2 separate regions of the Rattus norvegicus genome follow, and region 1 is linked to region 2. The links are chromatin contacts, called in public Hi-C maps. All regions are on one chromosome and are shown on one strand. Each heading gives the region's core, a stretch centred on a gene start, on an enhancer-like site or on the middle of the called end of the contact. The rest is flanking DNA. Distances are from core to core; before and after follow the strand shown.

Region 1 (6,539 bases), core at 1,403-3,902, 150 kb after region 2:
CCCGTCTATGGAAAGGGTTCTGGGTCCCTATAATGGCCTTGGAGCATATTCTAGTGTCTCTAACAAAACTTTTGAGCCCTTTTCCCCCCCAGTTAAAATTTTTTTGGTTCCTCAACATTTTGGCTTATTTGAATTTGAATATGCATGGGATAATATTTCCACTCATGTTTTTGTGTTCCGCTGTGAAGCTAGAAGCCTTGAGAAACATGTGCTTGTTTTAAGGTATACTGTAAACTATACTCACAACAAGTTCTTTGTACTCAGGGAGTGCATCATCAATGGGGATGACACACCTTCGTGGACATTTTATATTACAATATGCAAAAAGAGAGGAGGGTGACTCCTTGAGAGCACTTTAGTGTGGATGGGGTGTATTTCAGATTCTGAGATACTGACAGCAAGGTTGAAGTAAGTGCCTGTCTCACTAAGGAACATTACCAGAAGAATTATCTCAGTTACAGTTTCTCCCCGACGCTGTACAAATATATATATACATTACAATACCATTTTCTTTGTTAAAAGGGAAAAAAGTGAAGGAGTGGGACTTGCAACTTCTTCCAGACAACCAGCTAAGGAAGGAGAACATGTCAATTCCTTTTTGAGGGGAAAACAGCACTCAGCCAAGATTCCCTATTCAGATGTTCTTTATAAAAATGTTAGGGCTGGGAGCTCTCAAGTTTCAGGGAAATGTCTATATTTTTCTTTAACCAATCTTCTCTGCATTCTCCACAGAGAAGAAAGGTGGCATTAATGGGACAGGGAAGAAAGGAACTGGATATACACGGGTGAACAGATGTAAGTGACCTGGAAAAAGAGTTAAGATTTATTCCAAAGTTCAAGTCAGGGAGCATTCAAACAAAGCTTGCAAGGCGGGTGGGTGGGGGATTTCTCGCTGGAGGAAAAGGTGCAACTTTGTTTTACCTTTGCCTTGTCTACAAAGCAGAAGTAGCCTTGTAAAGAGAAAACCATTGAAGTAATGTAGTAGGTGGGGTGTTTTATTATCACTAGCAGTCAGGGCTCCAATGCAGTGTCTCATTATTCCAGGACATCAAGTTTGTAAAGGTGAAAATACAGGGATGTAAACATCTATAAACTTATCACCAGTGAGCCGGACTTCAGAGCTCGTTAAAATGTCAGTTGAAAATCATGTTAAATAATTCAGATTTTTTTTTCTTAAAATAGAAAGAATGGAGCTGAGGAGGGAGGCAGTGTGTGTGTTTGAATGGTTTGGAGTTCCCTTCCTTCTAACACAGGACACTGACAAAAATTGGGCATATGGAGCCTCACCACATCTAGCTGCCTTAGATTCTTTAATCCTTAGGACTCACACATGTGTTACTCCACTAGTGCCAGGATTAGGGTAAACAATGCAGGGTTTAAAGGAGTAAAAGAAATCCAGCAGTCAAAAGATGTTTCAAGGCAGTATTTTGGAAATGTTAAAACCAAAAAATTTTACTATGAACACTATTAATACCAAAGACAAGATCAGTAAGCTTAACTGAAATTGCTTAAGACTGTCGCTGGGTGCTGGATGTGGTGGCACATGCCTTTAATCCCTGCACTAGGCAGGTAGAGGCAAGGAGATCTCTGTGAGTTAGAGACTAGCCTGGTCTGATCTACACAATGAGATTCATGTTTCAGGCCAGCCAGGGATAAACAGTGAGACAGTCTCTCTCTCTCTCTCTCTCTCTCTCTCTCTCTCTCTCTCTCTCTCTTAAAAAAAGCTCCTCCTAGAATAATTGCCAGAGATGTGAAATTGAAACACAAAAATGAAAAGAAAAAATCTAAAAATACTGATCGGTTTCTTTCTATTAAAGCTCATAAGTAAAATCTTAACTACACTTTTAAATAAAGCAATGTTTTGACTTTTTTCTTTTTTTCGGAGCTGGGAACCGAACCCAGGGCCTTGCGCATGCTAGGCAAGCGCTCTACCACTGAGCTAAATCCCCAACCCCTAATGTTTTGACTTTTAATACTTCTTTAAAATGTTTTGAAATTTCATCAACTTTTAATGTTTTAGGGAAAAAGTACATAAAAATACACAAGGACCTATTTGCCTTGTGCCTTAGGCACAGTTAGGGGCCTGAACTTAATAAAAATGTTCAATATTTTGCTCCTCATGTATTTCTTGAAATAATTTTGACTTAACATATTAACACATCTAGATCACTGAAGTTTTAACAACCCTTAGTTCTCCAGTCTTACTGCATTAGGAGACTTGCGTCGGTTTTAGTTTCTCCAGGAGTTCAAATATGTTTTATATCACCTACCTTGCTCCCTCTCCTAGGCTGGGAATATCATCAAATAATTTCAACTCAGGGCGGGGAATATGGTTCTGGGGCAGAGTTTGATAAGCCATTGCAATGCCACTACCGGACTGAGGGTGGAGAACAGGGGGAAAAAAACAAAACAAACCAAACAAACAAACAAACAAACAAAAAAACCAACAACCAACCAAACAACCCCAAAACTATTTACCTACAGGTGGCATCGTTGATCCACCCACTTCTGCCTGGAAAGAAGTCCTGGCACTTCTAAGTTGAGGGAGTCGTGTTTCCCGTGACATCAGCCGGCAGCATTTCAACGGCGCACATTGTTGACTTCCTGTTTTTCCTTGCCTATCGCGAGCTTTGCCGGCTCTGTGCGCCGGAAGCGAGCCGCTGGCAGTCTGGGCTTGCGCGTCAGGTGAGGGAGGAGAGAAGGTTGAGACAAAGTTGTGAGTCCGTAGTGCACGAGCGCGTGCGGGCCTGGGGAGCAGGTGTGCGGCTCCTTGCTGGAGTCTCAGTGTCCCCGCTGTTCCCTGTGCAGCCTGCGATCGCCACTTTAGAGGAAAAGTACCCGCTTATCCCCGCGGCAAGGCTGGGAAGCCGGGCTTACTCAGCGCTAACGGGAACGAAGGCACAGATTTGAGTCCTTTCGTAGCAGTATTTATTATGCCCTTACTGTTTGTAGAGACAGTTTTAGGGGTTTAGAATAACAGAACAAATTAGAAAAATTGTCTGGAGAACTTATTTTGTCAAGCAATTTTAGCAGACAATGGATTGGAAGTGAGAACAGGTTTTTTTCCCCTCTTCTGCTGGTTATTGAACAAAGCAGTTGGTTGAGACAACAGAGTTTCTTTTGTCTCGTTCTGTTTTTGTTTTTAAAAGAAAAGAGGAAATCCCCACATGTGCAAAGATGTGGTTGCAAATTGGGTGCACATGAAGTTGGGTGCACTTAGGATTTAGGATTAGTGAACACGTGTGTTCTTGATGTATACTGTAGTTTTTGATTTATCACTTTTTCCTTTCTTTCCTTTAGGAAAAGCCTAAAGATTAGGTTATAAGAAAAACCGAAGCCATGTTTCGAAGACCTGTGTTACAGGTAGTCACTTTTCTGCATTAGTGAACGCTCAACCGTGTTTTCATAGTCTGTAGCCATGTTTTGTTTTGTTGTTGTTTTTCCAATTTTGCATACATATGCACAAGTATCTTAGGCCTAACCATCATGTTATATGTATTTATTTGATGGGGAAGATTCAGGATGGATTATTTTTTTGTGACGCTCATAATATTTACTGAATCAAAATGATTTTAAATTGTATTCACATATGTAGTACAAATCATTAACTTAATAAGTGTTTGTTACCTGTGCTTAGAACAGAGTATGCATTTAATTATTGAAGGTGTTTTGGTTTTGTTTTGTTTTTGAGACGTCAACTCCTCTAGTTGAGGCTATCTTGAGACTCACTGTTAACCTGAGATGAACAAAAACTATGATCTTCCTGCCTCTGCTTTCACACTGCTGGCATTTCAGGCTTGCACCACCACCCTTGGCTTCTTCCATCATTTTCCCAGATGGCTCTGGTTCCTTTTCTGACCTTCTGGCCCTTCTTCTCCCCACTCCCATCTTGCTATCCAGACAGCAGAGCTCACTTCTCTCCACAAATCCATTACCATTCTGCAGTCCAGTCTGGTGTCCTCTACTCTGGCCAGCCTTCAGCAGGCCTCGCTTAGCATTTTTCCTCACTGTGGCATGTGGGTACCAAGTCTTGTAAATTCTCTCTATGATCCTTCTCCTGTTAAGATTAATGAGCCACATTCATTATAAAAGTCTGTTATCTTCCCCATCTTATTCTCAAGTTGATCTATCTATAGCTCCCTGCTTTAATCTACACATACTCTGAGCTTTTTTAAATTGAAAAGTTATACTATGGTATCTTTGAAACCAAGCATGAAGTTTGCATTTTGAGAGTATTAAAATTCAAGAATCCTTTCCCTATTCTTTTCTACTAGGTTATGATCTGTGTATGTGTTCCTAAGATGAGGCATGTTGTTAGTTGGTAACATTTAATGAGCTCTGGCTCTTCTGAATCACACTACTTTCTATGATTATGACATAGAAACTGATTAGCAGTTTGACGCTGTGTTGTGCATAACATCTTATTCTTATATCTATCCTCAGTGATAGTATAAGATCACTCCAGGAAAAGGTGTTCATTTGAGCGGCATGGAGTGAGAAGACCAGTATTAAAAGACCAGGGAAGGAAACAGGTCTCCACTGGAATTTTTAAAAAGCTAGGTCTAGGAATCATACTGTGGTCATCTGACACCTCAGAGTTGGAGCCTGCCTCTGCCCTCATTTGCATGGAGAAATTGCATAACTGGAAATTACGTACACAGCAGCCCTCACAGGGCTGAGCAACAACCAACTGAGATAACCCTTCTACGTGGTAGGAATTACATTCCACAGAACTGCCTTCAAAGTGAGTGAGTGAGAAGTTCTAATTCTAACTCACGAACAGAGAACTTCAAAACAGGCAGCATCACCTTCCTCCACTGCCTGAAGCCTGAAGTGCCTCTTAACTGTCAGCTGCTTCCTCAAGTCTCCTGAATAAAGTTGTTTTCTTTCTGTTGCTTGTTCTAAAAGAATTCTTTGGCCTCCCAATCCCTTTCTTCCCCAGGTGGTTCCCTGCCTGTTACATTAACAGTGCTGCCACTTGGGAAACGTTTCTTTCTGAGAACATGTCTAGCTCTCTGAACTCTCTGAACTCTTCTTATCTGGACGGTAACCATAGAACAGAATGCCTCTAAGACAGCAGAGGGCAAGTTGGAAAAACAGCTTTGGTGTCACCCAGAGTTTTAAGTCATAAGTCACCACTTAATTCCTAGTTTACTGGAAAAGTGGTACACTCTCTGGGCTTTAATTTCCCATGGATCCATGGTAGGGATAATTTGACTTTGTATATACAATTAGTTAAGGATTAAATGGTAGTAGGTATAATTCGCTTAGTGTATTAAGTGCTGCTGCATTCTTTTCGCTAATTATGACTTAATAGCCATACCTTTGAACCATATTATTTGCTCTGCTTTTCTTTGACTTCCTGAAGGAATGAAGCTTTCCACTGCACCAGCTCACTATAGAAGCTGTTGACCTTTTGCAGCAGCCTCAAGAAATCAGTTTATTTATCATCTTTGCTCATTTTTAAATGAAACATTCTAGGCCAATCATTTGAGATCTCTATTCCTTATAAATTTTGAGCAACCATTCAGGGAAAAATGTATTATAGTCCTTGTCAGTTTTTATCCACAGAGCCTGTTCCGATGTGAAAAAGATACACAGCAAATGTAATGGGTATTTGTTGTTATTTAACCTGTTTCTTATTCACTACAGTTTAGAATGATGCTTAATGCACAGTATGCTAAATATTGTAACAGGATGATTGCTTTTTCTGTTTACTCAGTTGATTTATAACTACATTCATTAGGAGGCACTGGTTTCTTTCTCTTCTCCTTTCTACTCCGTTCTCCTTTGCCATCCTTTCCTGGAACTTACAGGAACTGTTGATTAAGTGGTGAATAAATATGAGTAGGTTTTCTATTGGTATTTCTCTTTTCTAAAAAGTTTAAAGCTGTGTTATTTGTTTGTTCTTTTTTAGGTATTTCGTCAGTTTGTAAGACAGGAGTCTGAAGTAGCCAGCAGTTTGGTTCTTGAACGATGTAAGTAACAGATTTCTAAGTTTACAATGTTATTTATAATAGTGTGCTAATACTCTCAAAGTACCATAGAACTAGTGGACTATGTTTAGCCATGTGTTGCAGGATATTTGATCATACTGTGAACATCGAGATTGTGTTATTTACTGAAAAACAAAACAAAACAACAAAATTGTTTCTAGTTGCAATGTGGCTCAGCCTTAACACGTACCTTTTAATCTCTCTGGCTGTAATACAAACATGCTTTTAGTATATACCCTTAATCTCAAACAATGAAGGTAAAATTAGTTTGTAGAAGGAAGCACCTATGTTTGAAAGTGATGTCTAATTGACTGGCAGACAAAGTGAATCAGAAAGATTTGACAGAATAGCCCAAATCTCATGAGAACATGGAGGGAAAGGAAGCTACCTCAAGGGCAATGCAGAGAAAGAGGAAGGAAGCAGTTTTACTGGGATGGTTATAGAGGGACAGGCTGCAGAGAGAAAACAGGCTAGACACAGGTGAGGACAGAACGAGCCAGAGGATGAGAAGGAGCCAGAATATTAGAGCATATTGCTAAAGTT
Region 2 (6,387 bases), core at 2,660-5,159:
AACGAATGGGTGCAGAAGCCCACAAATGGCCTTATATGAACAAAATATGAACATGAAAATTTAACTTTAAAACAAATCTGTAGACAGCGCAGTATCAGCCCAGCTCAGCTAAGTTTCTCTTGGAAGCATAATTGAGGACAACGCATACTAACTGCAGCTGCTCAACAAATTGCCATGTCGTTTAAAACACGCAATGTATTACCTTACAGTTTCAGAAGCCAGAAACCTAAAGTGGGTCTGCAGGATTAAAACCTTCGGATTCTTGGAGAAACCACAGGCAAACTTCAGAGCATTAAAGAATTTTATGTGGTCAAGTTCACACTCCCATATGATGCCCATATGGAAGCAATATTTGATTCTAGTCTTGAGAGGTCCTAAGCCCAGAAATAAGTGTAGTCTTCTCTTCACATATAGGATTGAAAACAAGATATAAGCTCTAAGAGAGAGACCCACACACATACACACACCATATGCATATGTAATTATTTTTAAGGCTTTTAAAAAATATCGTTTTCTGATCAGAGTTCACTGTTCCCATTTTCAGGACCCCCCCTCCCCCAATCCTAAGGCATATGCTTTGCCTTCTCCTTGGATCATCCCACAGAACTCAGGTTTTTTGAGTCTCCAGTCAAGCAGTTGCACAAAACCATTTCCATGAATAAACAGTTTAGATAGTCAGAAAAGAAATTCTGAGAGTAATTTACTAACTCCCTCAGTAGTAAACTATTTTAGAACTCTAAGTGATCGTTTTTAAGCATGATGTTCTTCCATCTTCTAATATACAAATGGGAGAGAGAGGTGGGAAGTTCACATCATCCCAGTGAGTGATTGGAAGTTCACACCATCCCAGTGAGAGTAGTGGGAAGTTCACACCATCCCGGTGAGAGTAGTGGGAAGTTCACACCATCCCAGTGAGAGTAGTGGGAAGTTCACACTGTCCCAGTGAGAGTAGTGGGAAGTTCACACCATCCCAGTGAGAGTAGTGGGAAGTTCACACCATCCCGGTGAGAGTAGTGGGACGTTCACACCATCCCAGTGAGAGTAGTGGGAAGTTCACACCATCCCGGTGAGAGTAGTTGGAAGTTCACACTGTCCCAGTGAGAGTAGTGGGAAGTTCACACCATCCCAGTGAGAGTAGTGGGAAGTTCACACCATCCCGGTGAGAGTAGTGGGAAGTTCACACCATCCCGGTGAGAGTAGTGGGAAGTTCACACTGTCCCAGTGAGAGTAGTTGGAAGTTCACACTGTCCCAGTGAGAGTAGTGGGAAGTTCACACCGTCCCAGTGAGAGTAGTGGGAAGTTCACACCATCCCAGTGAGAGTAGTGGGAAGTTCACACCATCCCGGTGAGAGTAGTGGGAGGTTCACACCATCCCGGTGAGAGTAGTGGGAAGTTCACACTGTCCCAGTGAGAGTAGTGGGAAGTTCACACCATCCCAGTGAGAGTAGTGGGAAGTTTACACTGTCCCAGGGGGAGTGGTGGGAAGTTCACACCATCCCAGTGAGAGTGGTTGGAAGTTCACATTGTCCCAGTGAAAAGTCAGACACAGAGTATGGCTTACTGTACTTAACCTCATTGAATATTTTCATTGTCCTTCAAGCAGTCATCTGGAGTCTAAGTTATAAACAAATGAAATGAGACCTGGGAGAGCAGATTGCAAACCCTGTTGGGGTAGGCGCCATGGAGGGCACTAAACATGAAGCCAGCCTCAGACCTTTCCATATGGCCCATCACATGGCCTCTGAGTAGATGCTGAGTGACAGAATGATGGAAGGAAGAAGAAAAGAAAGTTGTGTTGCTTGGCTTGATCCCCCCGTCCATCATGAGGGCTGCTGAATTTAAACTGTCTGGAGGTCAGCATCAGCACTGTATCCTGTAGCTCTCTTGTTACTTCGAGTCCACTGACCGCACTAGAGATACCTGTGAACTGTAAACCAGACCCAACAGTTCTGCTGACTGAGTCCTATTCTACCGAGTGGTATGTCCAATGATGTTTTTCCCTGCAGAGAAGGAACTTAACTTCTCTGTCTTTGAGAAAGACTTGAGGAAGACAGCACCCCCCCCCCACATTCCCAAAAAGAGAAGGAAAGAAAGAGATCAACATGAGAAAAAAAAGTATAATTACTAACATGTGAACATCAGGAGAAAGCTCAAAATAGTGACTTAGATCTCCGGCTTAGATAGCACTTGCAACAGAGAACAATAACATTTATAGGAGGTGCCAAAACCGAGGGGTAAAAGATTTTGACGTGATATTGACAGCAATGTAGGGGACTTAAATGCATGGCAGATAAAGATGGCTTTGATAAATCAATCGCCCTGATGCTGATATGGGCCTAAAGCTGTCCTCAGGGGTTAGCCTTTGTTGTCTGCAGTCTAGAGTTTTGTGAAAAAAAGATACGTTGCTGTTCAAGAGTCCGAAGACCAGTAGACTGATTAGAACTTCATGACAGTGGAGAGACGGAATGTCACAGGTGGATAGTCGAATTTCTCCTTTCTTACCTGGAATAGCCATTCATACCAAGCTCTCTACCTAACTCGTCTTCGTGACTACTAGGTCAAACTTTAGGAATGGCTGTAAACTTCCACCCGCCCAAATCTAAGAAGGTTATCCATCACACGGTGTCTGAAACCTACGATGGAGATTACTCTGCCTTGCTGTAACCTGCCTTCTCGACATCTTAAATTGATTCACGGCTGTATTCTATTCTCTGACTCATACATGTTCAACTCACCTCTTCCATGGTGGAACATGTCATTCTGGATAACTTGAATCCGTGTTCCGAAACCATGGCCCTTCATACTTGGCTCAGAATAAATTTATTTCCTGTTCAGTTTCCCTAGGGAGACAGCAGCAAATAAATGTCTTTTCTCTCCAGATAGTGTGACAGGGACAGCCCCCAAAGAAATGATTCCACTAAAGTCTAGATTTGGGAATCAATGAATTTGATTGGGGTTACATATGGCAGCATGAGTGAGGGATTACCTACAGGAACGTGAACAACTCATAGGAGGCAATACCAGTGAAGTAGTTCTTGTCCCCTTCAACACTCCTAGCCCTTCTGGAGCCCTTCCAGTAACCGTTAATTGTGGAAGAGGTGGGCCCCTAGGGATCAAAAGTTAATGGGTCCGATCTCGTGACATCTCAGGCGAGCTCCCATTTGAAGATGTTTCCACTGAGCAAATGTTTCCATTTCAAGACAGACCTTTACCAGTCCTCTTTGCAGCAAAACCTGTTTTGTTTTGTTGACATCTCCCTGGCAGTGAGAGGTGGCAAGATAAAAAGTCTTTGTACGGGAAAAGCAGGAAGCTTCCCTGCACCCGCCCTTCATCTCCAGCCCAGCAATTTTTATATTTTAGTAAGACACCCCCTCCCCCCCTAGTGTTCAACACCTTGTGGCCTCTCCTGCTTCATGGCTCTCTTTTTCCATAGCTCTCTCTGCCTCCGGCAACAGGCCTAAAAATTCTGTGATTTTGTGCCTGATTTCCCCACCCCCACCCTTCTTTTCAGTGCATTCTGACTTGATCTTCTTCCTGCTCTGGGGAGCTCAAACTTCCGCTGGTTAATTTCATACAGTGCCCCTCACCACATGCCCTATAGCTCGGTTTTGTTTTGTTTCATTTACCAATATCTAAAATTGTCGTAGCCGTTTAATTACTTTCTGATTTAGTTCCAAATCGCAAAACTGTTCTTATTATATACTGTGAACTTTCCAGAAACAATTGGCTGGCGAGAGATGGATGGATGAAAGATTGAATGAACAGTAAAGTGACAAGAAAAGGAAGGGAGGGCGGTGGCTGCTGCGAGCCCACCCCTAGGTCACGGGAGAGCTCGCCCTGCCAGGCTGGGGCTGTTCCGCGTCGGAACCCGAGGGCAGCGGGAGCGGTTTCCTTTAAAAGAGAGGGAGATTTTTGTGAGAGCACACAGGAAAGGCCGGACGCTGAGCGGCGGGCAGCGGTGAGTTCAGGGGAGCGAGCGAGGGCCGCTGGCTGTGTGTGGTCAGGGTATGGGGCGCAGCCGTGGGTTGCTACGCTGAGCAGGGCCGGAACCCGCCAGCGGTCCCGGGATCGGCCACGCGGTTGTTGACCGCAGCGCGGCGGGAGGAGGAAAGATTGGGCCGGGCCGGCGTGGCGCGCACGCCCGTGGTCCCTGTGAGTCAGGTGTGCTGGTTCGAGTCTCAGAGCAGTGCCTAACTGTGAACCCCTCAGTTCCTCCCTTCCCACCTTAGGCTGTGGGTACCGGAACAAAAATGGGGCCAGCAATATTTGAACCATAGAAAGCGGGTCGGTTCATTCATTCTATTTATTCGGTTCTGCAGATGTGAATGGCTAGAACCTGTCCCAAGGAGATCTCATTGAGTGAAAAAGCCCTACCTTCCTTGTCAGGAGAGGGTCAGAAGTTAGAATTTGGGAGCTTATGGGTTTTGGGAGAGCCCGCTTGGAAGGCAAAGATACGTTAATGTAGACATAAAATTGAGATTTTTTACTGACATTAATGAGAATGAAAATTCTGGCTACTGAGAAGGGAACATACACTGAATGTAGTACATATTATGAAATACAGAAAAACGTACAGATTTTATTGACAATCTCTTCACTGCATAAATTGATGGTGTTTCCTTATTTCTCTAGTGAAAAGGTTAGTTGACTTATCCAGGGTCTCACCATCTGTAAATGACAAAGCTAGGGTTTTGTTAGGCACCTGGACCAGTCCTCTTTGCACTCTAGGCTGCCTGCATATTTCCCTCATCTTTTAGTAATATAGGAATCATTTAAGATGAAAAGGGAGTTGCACGGGGTGGGCGTGGCTTTTTAAAAAAATAGTCGACTGGGAGTGTGCTTAGCAGTATTCTTTCCCTGCTGCTTTCCGTTTACGTGATGCTAACAACTCTCATACATTACCTCACAGGCACGAATCCCAATTCTATCCCTTGGGTTCAACTTCTCCTATTTCCAAAACGCTAAGTCCAGACATCTGTTTGGGCTTCATTTGAGTGTGCCCGGCAGGTATAACAGTCTCGGAGTGTGCCCGGCAGGTATAACAGTCTCGAGTCTCCTTGACTGCACACTGTGTTTTCCCACAAACCAACAGTATAAATCCAAAACCTGGAGATCACCTAACAATCCGTTGCCCAAGCACAAAACTTGGCTTGTTTCCTCATCCTTCACCTCTTGTAATCAGTTGGTCACCAAGCGCTGCCCATTTCTGTTTTATAAAGACCTCCACATCTTTTGTTGACTCTTGTCTAGAATTTATGGCAGCCACCCCTCTAATGGCTCTTTTTAGCTTTATGTTCTGGTTCTGACGGGATGTTTTATATGTTATTCATCTGCTAAAAAATAAATCTCGTTTTTTGTTTTTTTTTGTTTTTTATTGTCTTCAACATACTATCTAAAGCCCTTAGTGTGGATTAAAAGCCTTTTCAAATCTCTACTTTCCTCTGACCCCATTGTTCATCTTTAAACTACTGTTTTTTTTTTTTAATGTCTGGTATGTTTGCAACCTCTGTTGCAATCATGGTAGTAACTGCTAGCTAAAAATAAAATGACTACTCAGTTCAAGAACAATGTAGGCTTTGGGGGAAGGGAGATAATGCCCAAGAATATACATTTACAACAATTTTTTTTTTGCACTTTAAATAAGGTTTAATAAGGACACCAGGGCTGAGAACCACTGTTCTAGATCCTATCTTGTATGTATAGTCTATTGGTGGGCATAGTTATTCCCAAGTAGTACATTGGCAGTTGAGGAAACAGTAGGAGCAGGAAGTTGTTGCTGTTCTAACCGGAAGCAGACTAAGCTCTCACGTTAGAGGGGCCTGTATATGCATGCAGGAAATAGTACTTTTATTTCTTAAGGTGAAGGGACACAGAAGAACCCGAGCAAACAAACCTTGCTGGTCTTTAAGTCTTAGCACCATGTTCAGTCATGTTTATGTAGAACTTTCTGTTCTTTAGCACATTGACCACACACACAGATTTAGTTCTGAAAGTTCTGTGTCATGAAAACTCACACCAAATAGATGTATGTGCTTTTTCCTTGTTAATATGTCTTTTTTAAAATAAGATTCTTAGTAATGGGTGGGAAGAGAAGTTACTTCTTCCGTTTACTGCCTACCTGGAAAACACACACACACACACACACACACACACACACACACACACAGAGACTTTGTGTGGTTCTTAGTTCAGGTTGCTGTAATTGGAGTGGCTTAAATAACAAAAAATTATTTCTCACAGCCTGCAAACTGGAAGTATGAACCCAAGATGGTTGGCACAGAGTATTGTGCACTCTTCCTAGTTTGCAAATGGCTATTTCATTGCTGTGTCTGCTGATGGAGCTGGATGCTGGTGTCTCTTCTCAGAGGGGTGCTAATCCCATTCATG

The links. Hi-C and Micro-C count contacts between places; a contact is called where the count stands out from the background.
Region 1: a Hi-C map of Schwann cells shows a contact between it and region 2, with 4 times the contacts expected there. The contact joins the promoter of Ssbp1 here to the promoter of Agk in region 2. A contact is called at or near these places in 5 of 12 Hi-C or Micro-C datasets (Schwann cells, kidney, liver and 1 more).

Annotation. Positions count from the first base shown.
Region 1 is chr4:70,230,118-70,236,656 of GRCr8, forward strand. It overlaps Ssbp1 (single stranded DNA binding protein 1), which reads left to right and starts at 2,653. Exons shown (of 7, transcript NM_183328.3): 1 at 2,653-2,685; 2 at 3,301-3,363; 3 at 5,918-5,978. The coding sequence starts at 3,340. It also overlaps a transcript of Dennd11 not described here.
Region 2 is chr4:70,077,748-70,084,134 of GRCr8, forward strand. It overlaps Agk (acylglycerol kinase), which reads left to right and starts at 3,910. Exons shown (of 16, transcript NM_001127497.1): 1 at 3,910-3,958.